Regions from separate parts of the Zea mays genome. Here region 1 is linked to region 2. A link is a contact called in public Hi-C data. All regions are on one chromosome and are shown on one strand. The core of a region is the stretch at or near the end of the contact, and the rest is flanking DNA. Distances in the headings are between cores, read along the strand shown.

Region 1 (6,275 bases), core at 2,109-4,608, 70 kb before region 2:
CAAACTTAGCCAAACTTCTTCAACTCTTCTAGAGGTTCCCTAGCACTTATATACACATAATTAGAGCATAACTTAATTGACTAAGTGATGGGTTCATACCTCCTTCACTTCTTTTCTCTAGGATTTATGTTTCACGTCAACTAGAGCTCCAAATGACACTTTCTCTATAGACAAGGTTAGAGAGCAAAATCAAAGTGCCATGCATAGTAGAAGGTGTATGCAACATATTTGAACACTCAAACCTGCATACTTAACCTTTGTCTTCATTTTGCTCCTTTTAGCCTATTTGAGGTCGATGTTGGACTCCAAAACTCCAAGTCTCCAATACTTGATCTAGATTGCCATCTATGAGCTCCAACACCCTGCATATGTCACATATAACATATCCAAACACAGGAACAACACAAACTCAAGGTCAAAGTAAACTTAGCTCTTTTGGGTTGCTTCCAGGTTCTGGCTTTGACACTACTCCTTCTAGTGACCTTGCTTTATGTCTTGAGCTTGATCTTGAGCCTTATGACTTACACCACATAACCATAGATGTTATCTCATTGGTTGTAAGTCATGTTCTTAAGTCGTGATCCTCGACGCACCATATCTCTTCTCAACTCGATCAACCTTGACTTTGCAAGTCTTCTGCACCTTGGCTTTAGGTTCCTTGGCCTCCATGACCTTCTCCCGTGCACTCGATACCTCAAAGCTCTTCTTGCCTCCATCCTTGGCTTGATCAGTTGTCTCCAAGATATACACACCAAGTTTCACATAAGCAATGTTCTCCTTCACTTGTGATGTCCACGACCATAATCAACTTAGCTTTTGGACCATCACTCTTGAAAACCTATGTTGAACTTTACAAGCTTTACACTAAGCACCTATCCAACACTTAATACATCTAGCAGTCCTTTAATTGGGTTGCCATCCAAACCACCAAAACCCACAAGTGAGCTTTCAGTAGGCCTAGTGCCGGATGGATAGCCTGGTCCTATCTTGGATCCTCGGCACTCTCATGGTCGAGATGTAGGACATCGTCCACGAGTGGGGGGACCGCTCGCAGGCCTGGGTTGCTACCGAGGCTCAGTTCCTCGGCAACCGCTAGGGCCGGATTCTCCATCTAAACACTGCTTTGTGCCAGCTTGTCATGGTGGATCTCTGTGTCACTGAGTACTGCCGATGGATGAAGACCATGGCTAACACCCTCTCTGACCTTGGCTCCCTAGTCATGGATGAGATGCTCGTTCTCAAACTCCTACGCGGGATCAATCCTCACTACGTGTACCTGCGAGCTATCCTCATGTGGATCACCCTATTACCGTCCTTCGTTTGGGATTGCAATGATATTCTGCCCGAGGAACTCACGAATGTGGCCACCACCACCACCAACGTCGCGATGGCCCTCTATAGTGCCAACCCAGGGGGCAGACCTAGAAGGCCTGTCCTACCACCTTCGGGTGTGTGCCCTATCGTCCGAGCGCTCCTCCACCATCCTTTGGCACTCCTCGTCTAACTACCAACTTTGGCGGTCGTGGTTGTGGCGGTGGCCTAGGTGATCCACTAGTGGCCCATGGCGGTTGATCGTGGTCATCCTTCTACAACCCATGGACCGGATCCATCATGGCATCATGTGGCTTGGACCGTCTATAGGACCTCCTATGTCGTGTCCAACAGCCCCACAACCGGCCTTCTACGCTGCTCCGCCCCCATTGGTGATAGCTGCGCACCCGACCCCACCTAAGCTCTAGTCGGGCCTCCTGCCTCCACTGCCCTCCTCTCATGGGGCCCTTGGGATGGTGGGTGGGATGCACAGTCCCTTGCGCTCGCCATACCTTGCTTTCGTGGGGTATTGGGGCAGGTGCAAGGGAGTCCACAACTATGCGACTACGGCGAGACGTGGGAGTATGGGACAGAATGAAAATACATGCTGCTTGCTACTTGCTAGTACTATTTGCTAATGCTGCTCGACGAAAACGCGTTGCATGGATTATATTCAGTCGCGAGGTCGACACTATCAGGAGCAGACATACGATTTCGTCAAACATGTTGCACGCGGTGTGGCACTGCTTCTTGCCGCTCAGGATTGTTGGTTCTAATGACTAATGAGGCATACGGTTCTGTCCTTACGCCTAAGCATAGGTTAGTCAGGATCCATCCATCGTAGAACCACAAGGCATGGTCGGCGATAGCTGCTGTCACTGGACCACTTGCAACTACTATGCCCAATGCCCAATGGTGTTAGAGCCCTCGACGCGTACGGAGCACAACGCTCGACGCCGCCTCATCACCTTCCTCGTCTGACCAACAATATCGGTTGTACGAACTCGTCATACCTTAAATCTAAGTCGTGATCGTCAACTGCTTGGCTCCACCCACCTCAGTCTCAGACTGGATTGCTGAGTTTGATACCTCCTAACACACCACCCCTAATGTTGGTGCTTTATCCACCACAATTCCTCCTCGCTCCTCTCTTCCATCCTCCATCATCATTGAAAATGGGTCGGTCCTCCACATCACCTCAATAGGTGATGCGGTTCTTCCCACCCCTTTTCGCCTTAAGAACGTCCTTGTTGCTCCCAACATTATTTAGATTCTTCTCCCCATCCATCAATTTACCACTGACAACTCTTGTTCTATAGAGTTTGACCCCTTTGGCTTGTCTGTGAAGGATCTTGCTACAAGGGCCCTTCTCGCACACTATGACAGCTTAAAAAACGAGAAAGATGTTTTCCTGTCAAATCTTGGAAACAACACGTGAAAAAAGAGACAAACTCATTAGCTCAAAATAGTTAGTTCTACAGAATTCAAATCTTACATTAAAATAGTTGTTATTCTCACTTTTTAATGTATATTTGTCTTCCTTTAATATATATCCTTTTCTTTTCTTAATACTTTTCCATCTCTAATTCTCTTCTTGTTTTTTTCATACTATAACTTTTTTACCTTTTTTCTAAATTTGTATGTCCAAATATAAAACGTCAAACAGAGGAAGTAACTTATGATTTGTGATGTGCATGTTACGAATTTTAGATAAAGTTTTATCTCGATAGACGAGCAATATATACATGTGAATTTTATATATAGAGAGAGGAAAAAAGAAAAAGGCACACGCCGCTATGGACGGTACCGACCAACTTCCGACTTTCCGAGTCGACGATGAAAGCGGGCCTTGACTCAGGTCAAGGCTGACGGATGGTACTGCGTCTTCCGGGCCCACAGGTTGTGGCCGACGACCTTACCCACTTTCCCATTCGTGCTGGGTCCACTTGCCAGATGTGTGCAGCCGTCCGCGGTCCGTGGGCTAGGAGGAATGGATGGGTGGGCCCGGCCTACTTGTCTTCCTCCGCTTTTTAAAATAACCGTGCGTCCCCTCTCCTGCCCCCTAGACGCCGCTGCTGACACGCCTCCCGAGTCCCGATTGATTGATTTCCTCCAGCCAGCGTTAAAGCAACTACGAGGGGTAGCGAGTGAGAGAGGTCTCATCATCTCATCGTTCCCATGGAGAACCGCAAGGAGGTACGACCGTACGAGTTAGTTACCAGGGAATGTTATTTTCTCGAGACATTTGGGGAAGAAGTCTCGCCTGGATTCTGACTTTCTGAGCTGCTTGTTGGCGCTCGCTCCGCATTTGCAGGGGCAGCAGGGCGCCACGGTCGGGTGGATGACCGTGCCGGCGTTCGGCGAGTGGGACGTTAAGAACGGCGCCGTGCCGGACTACTCCATGGACTTCTCCAAGATCCGGGAGATGCGCAGGCAGAACAAGCGCGAGCTCTCCAGGGCCAGCCTCGGCGGCGACGAGGACCTCCTCCAGCAGCAGCAGCAGCAGAGTGCCAAGGCTCAGCCGCCCAAGTCCCCCGCCGCCGCCGTCGCCGACGACGACGACCACCACCGCCTGCCGCTGCACGACGACTCCCCTACGGTAACAATTCAGGATTTCGGCCGTCCCTCACTCGTACCGCTACCTTGACCGATGCTGCCAAAGACTGGCCAATAACTCTCCTCCTGTCCTCCATCTGTTGCTATCGATGCAGGGAAGGAAGAAGTTCCTGAGCTACTTCCAGTGCTGTATCAGAGCATGAAGAGTTGCAAACCTTCCTGTGGTGTCACTGTCACTGTTAGAATTATAGTCATTTTCTGTATTATTTTAATTCCATGAATTAACATTATGATGATGATATATAACAAATAAATAACCATAGAAATCGTGATTTCAAATTGATCCATACCAATATGGATCAAGAGAACATAGAGCATATGAATCATATAAATATAATAAATATATAAACATGGTTCATGAATTATTACGGAACAACTAAAAATAAGTAGATAGCAATATAAACAGCATGACGGTAGAACTAAAACAAACAGATATAACATATTATAAAATGACAAAACAGATGAGATAAATACATGACTACATATGAAATAGCAGAGGTGAATATATGAAACATATGTAATCTGCAGAACGCAAAACAGTAGGGAAATAAACTGATCATACCCTCCCATATGCTCTGATGACCCGGATCCTTGTCCAGCTTCCCTTGTCATGTCGCCAGGAAGAAGACGTTTTGGGCAGTCGCGTAGACGCTCCCCAAAAACCTAATTGTCGATCCTCCGTGTAAGGTCTCGAATGGCAAGGGCTCCGGAGGCACCTGCCCTCTCGCTTCTCCGTGCGCGTAGAGTCATGAGATGGGAACACTCTCACTTGCGGCTGGGTTGTGACTCTGAAATGGTTCTATTCCCGTGTACCAAGTGCCAGGGGTCTCCTCTATTTAACCTCTCGCAGAGGGAAGCTGAAGGAGAAGGGTCTGCACGCTAAGGGACAGGCAGCTGAAGGACAAGAGTCTCGCATGCAGCTGACGAAGAGACAGACAACTAAAAGGTTTACGCGGTTAGTGAGTGCTAAAAATTAACACAACCACACCATGCCTGCTCGCCTGTCTGCCTGCCTGCCTCGCCTCGCCACGCCCGGCCCGAGCCCGGCCCGGCCGGTGGCGGCGGCGCAAGCACGCGTGTGGCACACCCTTGTCGGTTTCTTGACTTCTCAAGTTAGGGCTTGTTCGGTTATTCCCAATACACATGGAATGGATGGGATTGGAAAAAATTGTGAAGAAGTTTGACTTGTTTGGGATTGAAACCCATCCAATCCCACTCAATCCACATGGATTGAGAGCTAACCGAACAAGCCCTTAGGCCTTGTTCGGTTAGCTCTCAATCCATGTGGATTGAGTGGGATTGGATGGGTTTGAATCCCAAACAAGTCAAACTTCTTAAGAATTTTTTCCAATCCCATCCAATCCATGTGTATTGGGAATAACCGAACAAGGCCTTAGGTGGAATAATTCCCACCATATAAGTCAAGACAAAAGACCCTTGGACTTTCAATATGGTACTATTAGTATTCTCCACCACTACACACCATAGAGTTTATTCAATAAATGGGCCAGGCCCATAAAAGATCCAACAATCCCCACCAAACTCTAGGGTTTGTAAAGATGAAGTATCAGAATCACAATCCTTTGATATACCAGTGTTTTGATGGAGACTGTCAAGTTGAACATCCATCTAGAATAAGAGTTTCACCCATTCACAACTGAACAATGGACTAACCCTTGAATTGACAGTTTTGTGTGAATTGAGATTCACTCAAATCCTTTGCTGATACTAGGCTGCAAAAGGGTATTCCCGCTGTTTAGAAGCATATAAGTCACACTTCAGTGCCTTTCATGAGTATTTAGGGATTACCCAAGTCCCATAGACTGTGACCAGCAGTTTGACTCATATAGGTGTATTCCTCAAAATATGTTCTGTAGGACAACATCTCACCTTTATAAGACTCTTGGAATACATTAAGGTAAAAACCATCCTGCCTTACAGATAGGAAAGATGTGCATCAGAAATGAGTTAAAGAAGGGATCTTTCCTCATAACCTACTCCTAGCTTGTTTCTCCACTCTACTTCACGGGATCTTCGATCACATAGAGCAGGTTACCACTAGAGTAGATTTCACATGGGTCTCATACCCATTTCTCTCGATGCACTTTCTATCACATTGCGTGACAGACCTTTAGTGAATTGATCTACTAGATTATTCGATGTGTGGACATAATCCACATTTATAACTCTGGAGTTTTTCAACTTTCTGACAGATTTCAATCTCCTCTTAACATGCCTTGTAGACTTCATGTTATTCCTAGAACTGTTAACCTTTGTAATCACAGTTTGATTGTCACAGTTCATGGAAATAGCCGATATCGGTTTTTCAACTACTGGTAAGTCCAATA
Region 2 (6,881 bases), core at 3,765-6,264:
CATTCTAGGAGGTATTTGTTGCAGAACAATTCCATAACTTTTTAGATGATTGCTAAACTCATGGCTCAAATATTCAACTCCACGATCATAACGCAGTGCTTCATTTTCTTGCCACAATGATTCTCCACTTCATTCTAAAACTCTTTGAACTTTTCTAAAGATTTAAACTTATGTTTCATTAAGTAGACATAACCGTATCTACTAAAATCATCAGTGAAAGTTATGAAGTATTGGAATCCTCCCCTAGCTGTCGTACTCATTAGTCCGCACACATCAGTATGTATGAGTTCCAACAAATCTAATGCCCTCTCTAGTAAAATTATGAAGGGTTCCTTGGTCATCTTGTAAAGTACGCTTGCTTCACATGTCTCGTATGATTCAAAATTAGATGAAGTTAAAAGCCCATTAGAATGAAGCTTCTTCATGTGCTTCTCACAAATATGACCCAAGCGATAGTGCCACGTGTTGGTAGTACTGAAATCATTAGACCGAGGCCTTTTAGCACTTATATTATATACATGTGAATCGTCAAGATTTAAAATGAATAACCGATTCATAATGGATGCAAAAGCCATAAACATACAATCCTTAGATATCACATAACCATTGTTTTCACTCTTAAATGAATAACGATCCTTCATCAAACATGAAGGGGATAAAATGTTTTGAACCCGTACTAGGAACTAGATAATAATTATTTAACTCCATAATAAATCATGACTAGAGGTGGAGTTGCATTGTCCCGACGGTCAACGCAACGACTGTTGCATTATTAGCTATGCGGAAATCAAATTATCCTCTTTTCACGCTTCTACTTCTTATCATTCCCTGCATCCACTACAACAAACTTGTTAATCTATGACGCTCAATCCATGACAGATACCTGCAAATCGTCATAGATAACCATTGAAATCGTCACAGATGAGCATCTGTGACGGTTATCTATGACGATTTGCAGGTATCGTCACGGATTGAGCATCATAGATTAACAAGTTTGTTGTAGTGATCGAATTTCAAATATTGGCAACTGATTTGGTATCAAATACCCAAGAATTAATATAAGAATCAACAAGAAAAATGTTTATAATGTGAATAGCATATGTACCTACTGTGGGAGTACCCTTATTGCCATGATCCTTAATAGAGGCTAAGTACTACTTGAAATTCCTCTTCCAGTGACTAAGTTCTTTCCAATAAAAACACTCAACATCTGCAGCTAGTTCAGCCTTGGGTTTTGGTTTGGCTTGGAGATTGTATCTTTAGCCTTACCCTTCTTCTAAGATTTACCCTTCTTATTAAAGTTGGATTTGTTTTGGATTGCCATCACATGGATGCTGCTGCCTGCGCTTTTCTTTATATCACCCTCTGATGTTTTTGCATGCCACACAACTCATTGAGGCCCTTCTTTGCTCCATGCATATGGTAGTTCAAGATGAAGTTTCTATAGCTGGGCAGAAAAGATACCAAAATAAAATCATTGGCCAACTCTTGGCCTAGTGGAAAGCCTAGCTTCTCCAACCTCTTAGTGTAACTAACCATTTTGATCACATGTGGCCCAACTGTTGTGCCTTCTGCTAGCTTGCATTCCATAAAGGCTTTGGAAACATTGAACTTTTTAGTCCTAGTCTAAGTCTTGAACATATTTTTGAGCGCCACAGTCATATCGTACGCCTCATGGTTTGTCTCAAAGTATATCTGTAGCTCGGGCGCCATGCAAGCAAGCATAAGGCAACTCACTTCAAGATTAGCATCCATTGCTTTTTTGTAAGCGTTCTTAATAACAACAGTTGCATCTTCAGCAGGTTCCTCTAGAAGTGGGGTGTCTAGAACTTCTTCCTTTTTCTCAACCCTGAGAACAATTCTCAGGTTACGGATCCAATCTGTATAGTTTGTTCCATTCAGCTTATCTTTTTCAAGAATTTATCACAAATTAAATGATTGGTTGCTATGTGTCATTTATCTACAACAAACTACTGCAAAATACTAAGACAAAAATATCCATGATAGAGTAAATCATATTAAACATTTGATAGAATCTACTCCCACTAAAATCAATATCCCTCAATTGATACTTAGTGATTCAGAACCCACAACTAACAAGTCTACTAGTGAGCTTTAGCATCACCGCTAGAAGACAAGGGAGATCGGTAAGCAACTCGTTGCTAATAATATCATATATGGCTTCTGTTGTTGGGTGACATATCTATGTCTTGGCTCCAACCTTATGCCCCAAAGTCGTTGAACATTAAGCCAACTTTGTTTAAGTTAACCAACCCTTATGCGGTAAGTATCCGATACAAACCTATCTAGTCAAGGAGAACTAACTAGTGGTACCCTAATTTCATAGACCCACCACCAATTGTACAAGACTCATGATAGTGCAAGGTTTGGGGAGTCATCTAAGCTTAAACATTTATGAGGGATCATGCTACTTCACGCAAGAACAACATTTGCATGAACAGGTAGAACATTAAGAATGACATTCACACAACAATTGTGATTCATTATGGCTTGCTGTTACATGGTGATCTCTATCTCCAATAATTTGTCCATCATGTTGATATCCATCTCCATGATGTAGGTATGTCATCCTTCAAGTGATGAGTTCTTCATGAGCTAACTAATGTATGCTAGTAAACAAATTACATGTATGCGTTAGATCATCACATGTTGACATGCAGATCATTACATCAGATTTGACTATGCATATGGTTCCAGCCATATTGACATGTTCATGACATGTAGGCCATGAATAAATTGCATGCATGCACCATATACACATAATAGCCATACCGGTCACAATAGAAATCCTAAAAAAACAAGTTAGGTGTTCTGACGTCTAAACTTAAACCTCTCGAAACCCAAATTTGGAGGTGAATTTGGGAAATATAATTTCGCTTGATGCGGCAAAGCCACAAAAATTCATGTGTAACTTTTTTTTGTAGATCAATTTGTGTATAGAACTCTCCTCAATCCAAATTTCTTACAAAAAGTTATGATCGTTTTATGGTAAGACATCATCACAACGATAAACCTGAATCGGTAGTATATCCAATATACTACTGCACATCAAATGCTTGCGGCGTATGAAACTGGGTTTTTATTTGACCAATCACATTGATCTAATCTTGCTTCAACTAGTATTATGTGTATCACTTAACTCTGATGGTGGAATACCGACTAGTAGGAGTAGTTCGTTACATGACCATTGCATCAAGAACAACGAAAACCATTCACAGATCATCCAGAAATCACGCATATCCCTATATGTACACGTCCCGAACCTAAAACTTAATAGCTATGGCTTTGTTAGTTCATGTGCACCATATGTGCACCAAAGTCTCATGTGCACTGAATATGTTCCCATAATTCAAACACTTCTTATTTGTAGCTATAGAAGATTTTCTTATACTAACATTGTCTTGTGTCATTGTATTTCAACTTTCACGCCTATGACATCCCTTCCTATAGACATGGAGATTTTAGATACGATAATTACTTCTTCGGATGTCATAGAAGATATATCGAGTGATCCAGACGACATGAAATATGATCTCTAGTTTATGTATCGTGTGTGTTTAAGACTCATATATTATGTGGTTAAAACTTCAGTGAACATGTATGATCATTTATGTATGGACTATATATTATATATTTGTGTGATTAAGACTTGTATGTGGATGTGAATGAACAATCGTGTTTTAAGACTTATGTATTGTGTGTTAAACTTTATGAGTGGACAATCGTGTTTTCCGATTACAGTTACCTTTTCTCGATCGATTCCGAGCTATTTTGATCAGATTTATCCATTTTGGATATAGTGGAATTTATCGATCGTTATCCATTTCCGACTTTCCTGTTTTCCGAGTATGACCAAAGAAAAAATTACAAAGGTGAAACGGTGAGAGAGTTTTTCTGACCGTTACCGACCGTTTACATCCTTACCCATGATCGTATAGGACTGGATCCTCAAAAATAAATGCCTCATGAATGTGATAGTATGGGAGGCATGCACGACCATTATTTTACACGCAGAGTCGCAATCTTGCACCGGCGCGAGCTTGGGCGCACGCCAGCCCTGCCTAGGAACTCGGTCTACCACTAGCGATAGATGGTGGCTCGTCGGCGTTGGTTACGCTAGACGATTGAGGTATCGGTTGGGGCTCAATTATTCCACCAAGCTATTAGAGACCATGGCAAACTCTCTAGGCACGAAATGGGAGCAAGGAGGTGACCGAGAGGGCACGAATGGCAGCGAGGGGTGCTCGCCATGGCCATGAGAACTCTGGTGAGCAATTTAGGTCTAACTCGTGCGCGTTTGGACGAGTGAACGAGTTTGCACGTTCTATTACCTCCTAGCGCACCTCCTGGTGTTGAGCAGCAGCCGAGTACGCGCATAAGAACTCGGTCGACGATGGCGAGGGTACGACAAGTTCGAGTTGCCATGGTATGGGTCTTATACGGTGGTAGAGCTCCGATGGAGGGTTATCGTGGACTCCTCGAGCTCTAGCGAGCCGGTGGGGAGGTCGTGGATGCTCCGGTGTGGGTGGAACATCCTTTGAAGCTCCTGAATGGTGGTGAGGACACGAGTGGCGAGGGGAGAGGGATCTGGTGGCTGAGAGCTCGACATGGGGTGAGCAGAGCGTGCTGGGGTTGGGTTGTATAGGGGCACACCATTGGTTGGAGGGGAGAGGACATCGGCATGAGCAGATTGGTCGTTCACCGATTGAATGTCGACAGACTCACTTAGGGTAATGGTGTGGGCATCCAGGGAGGAAAGGCTAGAGTGAATGCCCACTTTATTCGTTGTTGAGTGACGAGTGTAGGGGCGGCGTTATGGCCTCGCAGAGGCGAGATCGACAGTGGAGGTGCCGTTTAACAGTGAACATGGGCGAGAGGTCGGGGATGACACATGGGCTCTGCACATCGAAGAGAGAAAGGTGTGTGTGCGTGGGAGTGGGCGAGTGGCTGACTAGCCGGTTCTACGAGCGGGTGTGGGCGCGAGCGTGGGCGAGTGCGCTGACAGGTCGTTCCCACCTGTCAGGGAGTGTGGGCATGGGCACAACCTTGGGCACAAGCTAGGCTGAAAAAGCCTGTTGGTTGCCCGGTCAAATCAAATGAACTTCAAATCACTTCAAAAAAAATAAAAAAATAGAAATATTGAGAGGAACAATTCGGTGAAGTTTGGGATAATTTCTTATTCGGGATTTTTATACAAAAATATTTTTCTCCCTTTCTCTTATTAGGGTAAAATAGATAAAAATTAAGTTAAAAGGAGAAATTCAAGTTCTTCGCAAGATTTGGAACATATTCTTTGGGAACTCAAGGAAAACTTATATCATGCAAAAGTAAGGTGTTACATTTGAGTAGATTTGAACCTTTTTGAAAATCCCCATTTCATTTGGTAATTTTTTATCTATTTTCATATGCTTAACCTTTTAAAGTTTAAACTCCTGAAACACTCTTGAATTCTCTATCTTGCTGCTTGTAAAGTTTCATATCGCAGATGTGCGACATTATTGGCCCCAACACTAACGGGCTAAAACTGCGGCACTGTCACTATGCTCAGAAAAGTCCCTGCCCTGCTTACAGAAGTCATCATTTTGCCTCTTTTCGAACTTTTTAGTATCTGTTGGTATCGGTAGCTTAATATTCTCCACAAGAACTTCAGGGCATTCAACCTTTGATTGAAGTGTTTCTTTATTTCAGACAATTTGCGAAGTTTTGGTGTATTTAAGATTTAGGCTGAATTTTTGAAAATCAAGCAAAGGTTGATCAAGCGTAAATATTTTATTAGCTATCATTCACTCATGAATCCTTCAAGATGATCATTTTGCCATACTAAGGCTATCCTGCCTATCTCACCTCTTATTTCAAACTTAGCCTATCTACAATGCAAAACAATGTTTTGCAGAACCATATGCTGCTAGACAAGGCCTGACAAAGCAATTAGGTCCCTTTCGCTATACTATACACAACCTTCCTTTACACTCGGATGCTACTACAAGCTTCCTTAATAATTGATCAATGGAAGTCTGGTTGCCCGGTTGAGGTCAGGCACCGGTGCCACATCCGACTGTTTGGATCAATAAACCTCGTGGATTTGATCACTTCCGGTATCGGCAAGTACACATTGTGTGTGTTGCACACCCCGGTTGTGATGCCGCTAAAACCCGCAAAGGCACCATGAACCTGTAGGGTTTACACAGAACAACAAACGGTTAGGCATGAAAACTAAAGGATTTTGTCAAGAGGCAGAGATGCAGCAAGGAGAAATGATGTCTTACAGCATTCTGACCAAGCACGGTGCACAGGATGGCATCGGATGCATTGGCTCGCACAGCGCGGAGCATGTATGTTGGATCAATATACTTGACATCAGAATGGACTCCTATGTCCTTAAAATGGGACTTGATCTGTGGCATGTCATGACCAAATTAAAATAAGGTTCATCACCCGTAAAACCAACACAGGTAGAGCCATTTCAACCAGTGCCTCATGCCCATTACAGTGGCTGAAGATAAAAATAGACTAACCTTCTGCTGAAGGTGCACACCAATGTCACTAAGAACCATGTTCCCTGATGCATCAGTTGCATTTGACTTTTGAAAGTATTCCTGAAAATGCATCAGAACATTAATTCTTGAACAATTTGTATAACCAAACCTATAGAAAAGAATATTATATCTTTTAATGCAACAGGATCTAACCTGTCCTGCTCCTTCAGCAACGCAAACCAGAGCAAATCCCTTGGTCTCTATCAGGTGTTCGAGATGTCGAAGAACTCCATTCGGTCCATCAACAGTGAATGGTACCTTCATTTTGGTTACCAAATATTTAAATTAACCAGTGTGGCACATGGGGATGGGTAGACAATAGAA

What was found. A called contact is a pair of places that touch in the nucleus more often than the background predicts.
Region 1: a Hi-C map of tassel shows a contact between it and region 2, with 2.5 times the contacts expected there. The contact joins the promoter of LOC103643587 here to the enhancer-like site in region 2. A contact is called at or near these places in 2 of 25 Hi-C or Micro-C datasets (leaf and tassel).

Annotation. Positions count from the first base shown.
Region 1 is chr1:248,670,494-248,676,768 of Zm-B73-REFERENCE-NAM-5.0, reverse strand. LOC103643587 reads left to right here and starts at 3,358. Exons shown (of 3, transcript XM_008666758.4): 1 at 3,358-3,507; 2 at 3,626-3,910; 3 at 4,023-4,173. The coding sequence starts at 3,490. The coding sequence ends at 4,070.
Region 2 is chr1:248,601,589-248,608,469 of Zm-B73-REFERENCE-NAM-5.0, reverse strand. It overlaps LOC100280694 (pyrophosphate--fructose 6-phosphate 1-phosphotransferase), which reads right to left. Exons shown (of 14, transcript NM_001153613.2): 11 at 6,711-6,815; 12 at 6,537-6,617; 13 at 6,288-6,416; 14 at 5,772-6,192. The coding sequence ends at 6,025. Among protein-coding and RNA genes, the nearest start is that of LOC100280694, 7.1 kb to the right of the region's middle. Within about 2 kb of position 5,014, at least 14 of the 20 cell types and tissues checked have an H3K27ac peak or open chromatin away from gene starts, as enhancers often do. A contact at or near this core is called in leaf and tassel, where this site is marked.